2 separate regions of the Zea mays genome follow, and region 1 is linked to region 2. Evidence: chromatin contacts called from public Hi-C data. All regions are on one chromosome and are shown on one strand. Each heading gives the region's core, a stretch centred on a gene start, on an enhancer-like site or on the middle of the called end of the contact. The rest is flanking DNA. Distances are from core to core; before and after follow the strand shown. Region 1 holds the start of LOC100170237. Region 2 overlaps LOC100272536.

The links. Hi-C and Micro-C count contacts between places; a contact is called where the count stands out from the background.
Region 1: a contact with region 2 is called in a Hi-C map of ear, with 4 times the contacts expected there. The contact joins the promoter of LOC100170237 here to the enhancer-like site in region 2. A contact is called at or near these places in 3 of 25 Hi-C or Micro-C datasets (ear, leaf and tassel).

Annotation. Positions count from the first base shown.
Region 1 is chr8:11,951,022-11,956,263 of Zm-B73-REFERENCE-NAM-5.0, forward strand. It overlaps LOC100170237, which reads left to right and starts at 1,672. Exons shown (of 8, transcript NM_001130119.2): 1 at 1,672-1,946; 2 at 2,055-2,226; 3 at 4,388-4,486; 4 at 4,603-4,742; 5 at 4,845-4,937; 6 at 5,098-5,165. The coding sequence starts at 1,818.
Region 2 is chr8:11,719,006-11,724,310 of Zm-B73-REFERENCE-NAM-5.0, forward strand. LOC100272536 reads left to right here. Exons shown (of 5, transcript NM_001147004.1): 4 at 1,628-1,894; 5 at 2,094-2,663. The coding sequence ends at 2,417. Among protein-coding and RNA genes, the nearest start is that of LOC109941660, 20 kb to the left of the region's middle. Within about 2 kb of position 2,831, at least 15 of the 20 cell types and tissues checked have an H3K27ac peak or open chromatin away from gene starts, as enhancers often do. A contact at or near this core is called in ear, leaf and tassel, where this site is marked.

The DNA of each region.
Region 1 (5,242 bases), core at 422-2,921, 230 kb after region 2:
AGAGGCCAGGGGTCTATCGCCAGCATTATTTGAGTGTTTCTTCACCCTCCTTTAATTTTCCATCCCGGCCCCCATGCATGCAAGCACGGATCGTCTTCTCCACAACTTGCGCCTTTCGTCGCTCAACAAGTGGTTTTGATCGCAAGAGTCGTCTAAGCCTAAGCCCATTAGGGTAGGTAACCGGCCTACGCGCGCACCTTGCGCGGGCAACGCCGACGACGACGGGCGGCACATGCATGTGTTGGGTCGTCAGGATGATGTCGTTGTCGCAGCAGCTGATGAGGTGACAAGTCCATGGACGACCGTAACTTGAACACGCTACGCTACTCTTGCTTATGTTTCACGGAATTCTTTTGCCGTTTCTCACGAAAATAAACTGATCTCAGTGAATTTTTTTACATAATTTCTATAAATTTCTTGTGTTTTAAAAAGGGGCTTAAATTTATCTAAATGCATGGTACAGTGAAGAAAGCTATGGCCGAGTCACCTGGTTGTGGATTCGAAGCGGTTCCTTCGTTTCGTATTTGTAGAAGACCCCACAAACCCCTTGAGCCACTATAAATGGATCTGTCTCTTTCTAGTGTCATTTTCTGGTGTGGTATATAAGTAAACATCAATTAACATTATCAGTGACTCATTAAGTTACAAATATACGAACCAAACATCACCTTAGCATATTTAGCATATTTATGTTCGCTCAAGTTAAAATAATGCATCAATACGACATTAACCATATATTAAGAGCCGCATAGAAGTACTAGAGAATAGTAACGTTGGCATTGTTTTAATTAAGTAAACGTAATGTGCTAGTTTTATTAGTGGCGCCTTCTAGGATTGAGTCATACACCCTTGTACGCAGAGTTGCATGCTGCAGTGATGCTCTCAGATGCATATATTGCATCATTTACAACCAGAAATCCAGTCGGAATTCAAAGAGTAATCTTAGACAGTCTTTGATTTTGGAGTATGCCGGTTCACTTCCAATTTGTTTTTGTTTAGATTGATTACATATAGGACAGAGTGACTCTAAAAAGAAAAATTTTATTCAAATGTTGAACCAGCTCTCCAAAATCTTCCGGATGGAGCTGCTCCCTGTCCTAGAGCCGCTCCATCCTAACTAGCTCCAGAACAAACACTACCTTAGAGCATCTCTAATAGTTTCCTAAACTTACTCCTAATTTTGAACCGGCATTGAACTAGTAGGGGGAAAATATGAGAGATTTAGTTTGTTCACGTTTTGTTATGAACCACTACACAAAATGAGACATGTAGGATGTTTAGTTTTCTTATGAAATGCAATAAAAAGTATGGGTTAGCATACATATATGTAAGCACATCCACTCCTATACGTATAAATATATGGACACAGCTATCTTTTATGAATAATGTCTAGTACTCCTCCGTCCCAAATTAAAAACCGTTTTAGTTAATTAATAGGTTCATACAATATTTGATGTAGGTTTATATTCGTCTATTTGAATGTAAACATCAAAACTAAGAGTTAAAACGAGTATTATTTTGGAAGGGAGGGTGGTAACATATTTGAACCAAAAACATCTTAAAATTAACCAGGTCACGACTGAGCCATCAGGCGATTATTGATACCGGGCCTAAATCTTCATCGACGTCCTTCGGGCTATTCTTCTACCCAGGCCAGGCCCAAAAGCTCCCGCTTGTGTTCCCTCCGCCCAGAACTCCCGAAACCAGCCCAACACCAAAGCTCATTCCACGAGGCGACAACCTTCCTTCCATAAGAACAGAGCGGCCACGCTGAGGAGTGAGGAGGAAGGTAGGAGGAGAACCGTGAGCAGAGAGACATGGCGCGCCACCACCAGCAGCGGGCGCTGCTCCTGTTCCCACTCGTCTTCCTCCTCCTCCTCCTTGCCCCGCCCCTCGCCGGCGCGTGGGGAAAGGAGGGCCACATCATGGTCTGCAAGATCGCCGAGGTCGCGCCCGATTCCGCCCTATGAAAGTTGGGTCGAATTGTAGACAGCAGAGCTGGGCGAGCGCTCCTTCCTGGAATTCTGATGGATGCCTCTTTGCGCGGCGTGCAGAAGTACCTGTCGGAGAAGGCGGCGGCGGCGGTGCAGGCGCTGCTGCCGGAGTCGGCGGGCGGGGAGCTGTCGACGGTGTGCCCGTGGGCGGACCAGGTGCGCTGGCACTACCACTGGGCCAGCCCGCTCCACTACGCCAACACCCCCCAAGTCTGCAACTTCAAGTATTCTCGTATGTATCCTCTTCGATCCCTTCCCCGCCTACCTGCTCACCGCTGCAACAAGAACCGTAGCCTCGCGTTAAACCGCTGGGGGTTCAATTGCCCGCCATCAATGAACGTTTCGGACCAATTCATGAGCTGAAGGCGAGCGTTGTTCAGAGTGTTTGGGACTTTGGGTAGCAGTGTTAGTGTCATTCAAACTGAAGCTCGGGGCTTCGGGCACTGTACATGCACGAATCGTATTCAGCGAAAACAGACAAATGTACTCTCGGTTTAAAAAAAAAAGAGCGATAAAAATGCATTATATTATGTATTAGTATAATGTGATTTAAACAAAATTTAGCAATATATTTTGTTGCGGGGCCAGTCATAGAGAATAATTCAGCAAATAGTTTTTAAGATTTTGCAAGTGAGTACGTTACCAAAGTAGGGCAAGATATTCGACTAACTGACAGAATAAGCTTTATATATGTATTGGATTGGCTAGTTATTCACCGACAAAGAAAACGCCATCAGGTAAATGTTTCTCTAGGTTTGCGCAAGCCCATCGTAGCATTTTCCAGTGGAAAATTTTTGGCTGCACTTGTCTTGTAGGTAATGTTCGTTAGCCCGTTTACACGCCATTTTAATGCTACACAATGTTCCGTTTATTCTGTTTATGGTGCCTGTTTAGAGCTAGTTTAATAACTTAAATCCCATTCGAGACGGGAGAAGGTTGGGGAAGAAATTAGTTCATTTCTCGTGCAATCCTCTCCATTCCCGGAGTTGATTTGAGTTTGTTTCCAAACTAGCCCATTGGCCGTTTAACCGAGCAATCAGGGCGAATCTAGAGGGGTTTATCGGGATCAGCCGACCCCGATAAATTTTATAAATTCTTTAGTAAAATACTGTTAAAGTTCATAAAATTTTATATGATATAGCAAAACTGCTCTTGATGACCTCGATCATATTATCGGCTAGATTCGCTACTGCGAGCAATGATGTTTATTGTTTATTATTTAGTTAAAATTGTCTATCTACCATGGAGATGCCGCGGATGAACATCGATGCCTCCAAGTGTCATGGCTCATGGCCAACCGAATCTATTGCTTCTTGGAGCGGACAAGAGGTTGAGTGAACATGCAGGTCTCTTGAGCTGCTTTGCTTCACGCATCTCCCACATGCTCGGTGTCTGAGCCCATACTGAGAGCACGTGTTCTTCTCAAGCAACTGCTTTCATCGTAATAAACACTGGCTTTGGCTAGCTGTCTTTAGTGATCTCAACCAGAAAAATCTTGAGCCCATCCAAATGTTTCTCTCTGAATATTGCACGGCCGATGAAATAGTAGTTAGAAAACAAAAGGAAAAGGGTGAGCTAATAATTGCACGTGGACAAATGAGACAGCGAGACAGTTGTTTGTGCCGGCTAAGAACAGGATATTTTTCGTACCTTATCTATATTTGGCCCACGTTCTTAAGGGGCAGGAATAGTGACCGGGGTCAAGCACGTCGCCGGCAGCCACATGTGCACGCAAAATCTTCGGTGGTCCTTTAGGGCTGATTTGGTGATCCGGGATCCCGGAAGGATTGGAGGGGATTGAGGGGGAAATTAGTTTATTTTCCCCCCAATCCCCTCCAATCCTCCCGGGATCCCTTTGTCACCAAATCAACCCTTATGGTGCGTTTGATTGCGGAACAGCGGGGACCTCTAGTATCCCCTCTCGTTCCTGTCGTTTGTCTAATTCTGACGGATATCTAAGGAACGGTCCTGTTTTAATCCATGACCCTTAACCAAATAGTCTTATTTAAGGAATAGTCTCATACAGTTTTCGTTCTATTATTGCAACTAAACACACTCTTAGAGTCAGATGTGTTAGATACTTAGATGTGATGCTAAATTACCAGTAAAATCTGACTGGGTGAATAAAAGAAGATTGGATCGCTTGCTTTAGCAAACAGTCCACTGTTACTTGAGCCTTGAGGTAACGTAGCATTCATGTGGCAAATCAAAGAGACGTACAAAAAAAAAAAAAACTCGCCATACAGATACAGTGACAGACTGAGAGAGACGTTGAGGAGAGGAGAGCCAACCGGGAAGTGTACTCTTTTGGTTACTGAAGGCGTGTGAGACTCTGTACCAGCGTCAAGAATTTAGAACTAACACGTTAGCTGCCAAATTGATGTTCCTTTCAGGGGACTGCCACAATTCTCGTGGCCAGCAAGGGATGTGCGTCGTCGGGGCTATCAACAACTACACGGACCAGCTCTACAGCTACGGCCAGAAGACTTCGTGTAAGTGTGCGACGAACACGAACTACTGCAGTCTGCAGCACATGAACGAGACCCTGTTTGATCTAGCACACAGACCAGCAGGAGTGACTCTGTCTTCTGAACACGTGCGCAACCAGATAACCTGACGGAGAGCCTGATGTTCCTGGCACACTTCGTCGGCGACGTCCACCAGCCGCTGCACGTAGGCTTCCAAGATGACGAGGGCGGTAACACCATCACCGTCCACTGGTACCGGAGGAAAGCAAACCTCCATCACGTCTGTGCCTGCTGCACCTCTTCGATGCCAGATTTCAGATGTGTACTCACCAGGTATAGCCCGTCTGAGTCTCTGAGAGTCAGAATCCTGTGTTTTTGCTAGGTGTGGGATGTCAGCATTATTGATACGGCGATCAAGGACTTCTACAACAAGAGCATGGATACCATGGTAGAGGCTCTCAAGATGAATCTTACAGTAAGTATGCTATTCGCTTCATTTTTTTATTTATTTATCGTGTTTTAGTTCAAAAATAAACTAGCGGACGACAAATATTCGAGAACGGAGATAGTACAAGATTGACATGTTACTCCAAGACCAATGATGCTTTTCTAGTTTCTAACACTGTAAGCTGTAGGATGGATGGTCTGACGACATCGTCCACTGGGAAAATTGCAAGAACAAACACGCGACCTGCGCGAACGAGTAGGACTCGCGTTCGATCTAGAAGCTTCCATTTCGTTCATGTGTTACTACTGTCATGCAGAACTGACATTATATGA
Region 2 (5,305 bases), core at 1,581-4,080:
ATCTGTGGCTTGCTGCAACTTATAGATGGTTAAGGAGATGGTAATTGTTATAGATATTATAATATAATTGACAAGTCATAGGGTTGTATGTTGGGATTGGTATGTACAAGGTTTGAGATAGGCTAGATATGCACCCTTCAGGATACCCAGTGCACCTATGAGCAAGGTCAGCAGAAGAATATTGACTAGAACCATTTTTTATTGCTATAGTTGTAAGAGAGATGGTTGCTCACCTGGCGATAGATTTGCAAAGTTCGTTGGAAAAGTAGGACTTCTGTTTTTGGTAAGCAAAGGAAATGCTGCTTGTGGATTGTTGCAACACTACTCCCAAGAGGCATGGAAGAGCTGTTGTCTCAAATGAATGCATAATTACACTAAGGCATGGTTTTTAAAGCGGTAAGGCGGTCTAAGGCGTTAGAGCACCGCCTGGACGCCTAGGCGGCGCCTAGGCAAGGTAGGCGGGCAAGGCGCCTAGGCGTTAGACCACCGTCCGGACGCCTAGGCGATGCCTTAAGAACAGAGCACTAAGGTGCCGTTTAGTTCACATATTGGTGACATAATGGGTTGTTGATAACGTTAAATCATGTTTATTTAAGTCTAACCGTAATCGGATACCACACTAGAAATGAATACCGACCTATTCAAACTTGTACCGCCGATACTCAAGTGTAAATCATTATCATTACCATTTACGTTACATTTCGTGAACCAAACAACATTTAAGTGTGAACGTTTGGAGCTTCCACAAAGCTTGCAATCGACACAATTCTTAAGTGCTAAACTTGGGTAGATTGGTTAAATTTAAAGATGAGATAATGCTAAGCTTGCACGTAGCTTACAAGGTGATATGTTGCTTGTAATACTAATTATTATGTTGGTCAAGACACATTTACATTTAATAACAGATACTAACTAGAACGATGCTTCCTAAAGAAAGTGGTTAACATGGTGCCGTGGCATTATATCTAAAGTTAAAGGACACATGTTTAGCATAACTTACAAGTTATTATCGTTGATCACAATTCACAAAGCCTCCAATGTTAAATGTATTTCATTTGAGACATTGGAAACTGCAAGCATTTGCTACTAACAGATAGTAGTAAATGATCGAAAGCTTGAAAGTTTCCATGCTACAAGCACCCTGTGTTGCCATTTTTATTATCCTATTTGTTTCTCTGTTACAGTACAGACAAAATTGCACTGGCGGCACCTATGCATTTCCTATTTTGTCTTATGGCCAGCTAAACTTTTGAAGTTGCCATTTCATCTTTTTTTTATTTGGCACACTAAGTTACCCAGCAAAATTTTACAAGCAGGTCTCAAATGTCAACAGATATGCACTAAATTGAATCTATAAGCATTAAGCTGTCATACTTTAGAAGTATAAGTTGGTATTTGAAACAATTCAGATGTACATGTACAGGGCAATTTCTTCTAGTTGACAAAGATACCTGGATGGAAAAAACTGATAAGCAACTATACAAATAGGCTCCTCTCTCTCCAAAAAGAAGAATGTGTGATATGAGTATATCGACTAATGTACCATCCACATCTTGGCATTTTGTTGCAAAAAACTGATGAACAACAATTCCCAAGCCACTGACTGATAATGTCTTGTTCTATTCAGATTAGGACCTTAACAGACAAAGAACAGCTGCTTTTGTCCTTGGAGAGACAATATCAAGACGATGTTGGTGTTCTAGCAGCACTTTTTTTTAACTATGTCAAGCTCAGTCCTGGCGAAGCGCTTTATATTGGTGCAAATGAACCGCATGCATACCTCTCGGGGGAATGCATTGAATGTATGGCCACCTCAGACAACGTTGTACGCGCTGGTTTGACACCTAAATACAGAGACGTGCAAACTCTCTGCTCAATGCTAACATACAAACAGGTCAGTGTCATCATTACTGTTGTTTCTCATATAAAGTATATTTCTTCGTTTATATTGCTTGTTCCATGGGTTCTTGACTCGGCAAGTACCTCTCTCCCAGCGAGCAAATGCTTCAGAATTCAGTGCATGATTTTGTGATTTGCTTCTTTAATTAATTGATCTACATCTACTGCGGGGCGTCTTCTTCTTTTTTATCTAGGCTTTCCCAGAAATTTTGCGCGGAGTTCCTGTGCAGCCACACGTAAGGCGCTACACCCCTCCATTTAACGAGTTCGAGGTCGATCGCTGCTTGGTGCCTCCAGGTGGATCGCTGGTTGTCGTACCCCCGGTACCAGGTCCATCCATCTTTCTCGTAATGACCGGGGCAGGCGAGATTCAGTTGGATTCTGCGTCAGATGGAGAAAAGGCAGACGAAGGTGATGTTTTCTTCGTCCCAGCATACACTGAGGTTAAGATCTCTGCGTGTGGCCCCGAGTCTCTGCAGCTGTACAGGGCCGGGGTAAACAGCAGGTTCTTCAGCTAACAGGCGCGTCGATCTTTGGGGCTGTCGTAAAGTGACCACACTGTAGTTGTAGGGAAGTTGTCATATACGAGAAATGAAACGGTTAGTTAGCAAAAAGGTCTCATATATACTAATGTATAGGGCTGTAGGCTGATGAAAGAATAATCTGGTTCCTTTCATATCTTCTTGATAATTCACTGTAAAGATGCCTTGCAGTGCAATCCACGTTGGATGCGCTAGAAAGAAATAAAGATGATGATTAGTATCAACCATTTTGGTTGTCTTGTTGTTCATAATAAACTGTGCGGGCTGTCCAATTTTCCGCTCTTGAAACATGTGGATCACTGGAAACAAAGAGGCAGAGGCGACATGGATACGTCAATTCGCGTAGGCCCATACTCCTATTGCTATTTTTACTAGCACTTTGTACTCGGTACGAGGCCCAGTGGGCTTTTCTTTCAACAAGAAACTACAGCGACGGAACAATGGTTTGTCATGTGTGTGTGTGTGTGTTTGTTGATAGAGCTATTGTCCCAGCTTCTTCGAGCGTATTCTCAAACAGTGGAGTTCAACAAAACTAGAGCTTGGCTGTATCCTGTATTTATGGGAAAATACGTGATGGAAACTATATCATTTTATATGGAAGCATAGAAACTAACTCAAAACATATTCTGATCACTTAAAAAAAGAGTTGGCCCTTTTTTTGAAAAAAAAATACTACGGTGAAACCTACATTTGTTTTTGAGAGAAAAATCAACTCAAGAAACATATTTCGATCACTCATTTTTAAAAACTTGATATATCTATAGTGCATATATGTACTCACATGTAAAATCTAGGATGCAAATAATACATCTAGAAAAAATATACAAAAACAATAAATTTCAGGTATATGTTCAATAGAAGATAATTCCTAGAGTTCTGTATTCTAGTGCAAAGCTTCTGAAATTTACCACTTTTGTATGTACTTTACAGAAGTGATTTTGCATACCAGCTCGCATGTAAGTACATATACAGATGCATTGTGGATGTGTCAAGTTTCAAAAAAAATCTAGTAATATAAATATGTTTTTTGAGTTGGTTTTCATGTTTTCACTGAACATGTGCATATTTCTGCTGTGTTTGGATGGTTAACATGGGCATCTGGCAAGATGGTGGCCTAGCTAGACGCGTCAAGCGAAATCGCTGATGCTTCTGTCACTCAGGGGAGGATTGAGTTCAATCTGCTTAGCATATGTCAATTGCACTTCAATTTGGCACTATAAAATGCACTACTGGAATCAGACTCTTTCCCGAGTGCCTGAGCCTGGAAAACACTCGGCGAAGTTTTTGCCGAGTGTAGCACTCGGCAAAGAGAGCTCGGCGAACTATACATCGGCAACGGCTTCTTAGTCGAGTACTTTTTATCGGGCACTCGACAAAGACTTTGCTGAGTGTCACTCGGTACTCGGCAAAGAAAAGTCGCCATCACGGCGACTGGTAATGGAGATGGCGCCTTTGCCGAGTATTCTAGGTGACACTCGGCAAAAAGATTACCTTTGCCGAGTGTATTAGGTGGCACTCGGTAAAGAGTTTTCCTCTTTGCCGAGTGCCCACTAGCCTAGCGCTCGGCAACGAGTCCACTGGCGGTCCCTTTGTCAGTTTCTTTGCCGAGTGCTCTAGGAGGCACTCGGCAAAGCTTGCTTCTTTGCCGAGTACCAGGGTCACAACACTTGGCAAAGAAGCTTTACTGGTACCCAGGTGTTCTTTCTTTGCCGAGTGCTATGACCCTGACACTCGGCAAAGTGATCAGTATACACCTTTTTAATTTGTTTTTCATATTCCCTCCAAACAAACAAAAGATATATCACATATATATATCACAGATATCACATAATCATCACAGAAATCATATATACATCGCATATCTCACAAAGACCATAAATCAAACTAGTTATCACAGCATAACCAACATGTTCGAACACAAACATAAGTATCCAACGCTCAAGAACATAAGTCTCAAGTATCTCGCAAATCATTACCAACATCAAACAAGTTCAGACCGAGTTCATCTCTTGGTTTGTTCTATCACATAACGCTGCCAGATCCACTCTTGCCTTTACGTTATCCTTTGACTTATCAGGAATGTCCATAATTGTTGTCCAAAGTGCCCCGACAACATTCTTTTCAGTGTGCATCACATCAATGTTGTGTGGAAGGAGCTGATCGTCATAATAGGGGAGCCGAGTCAAGCCCGACTTATGTGTCCACATATGCTGCTCACCATATCCCACAAAACCACCTTCTGGATTGGCCACGAGCCCGTCTATCTGTTGACGAATTTCGGCACTAGTCATCGTTACAGGTGGGTGGTATGTCACTACGACACATTTCATAAAGTTCTTGATGTCTAGGCGGAAAGGATGGTCAGAAGGAAGAAATTGTCGATGTTTATCGAACGACGAATATTTGCCACCCTTTTTCAACCAAATGAACCTAAGAGCTTCCTTGTAAACTGGGTATGGGAACTTACTGTGAACACACCAGGCGCAGAATAGCCCATACGCCAGTAAGTCATGCATGGAGTACTGGTATCAAACATGCACCAATTCATCAATCAAACGCTCCATGTACACGACCATTTTATTCCCCGGGTATCCGGGAATTATCAACGACACGAATATGTTCTGCCTTTGAAAGGACACACCGGGGGAGGAAGATTGATTGGGATAACAAACACGGGCCAACATGTGTACGGGGCAGCGCTCATTCCATTGGGATTGAACCCATCTGTGGCCAGCGCAACACGTACATTACGAGCCTCTTCGGCTTTCTCACGGTGAATGACATCAAAGTGTTTCCATGCTTCACTATCAGATGCGTGCACCATATTGTCAGGATTGTATCGTTTTCCATTTTGTGCCATGTCA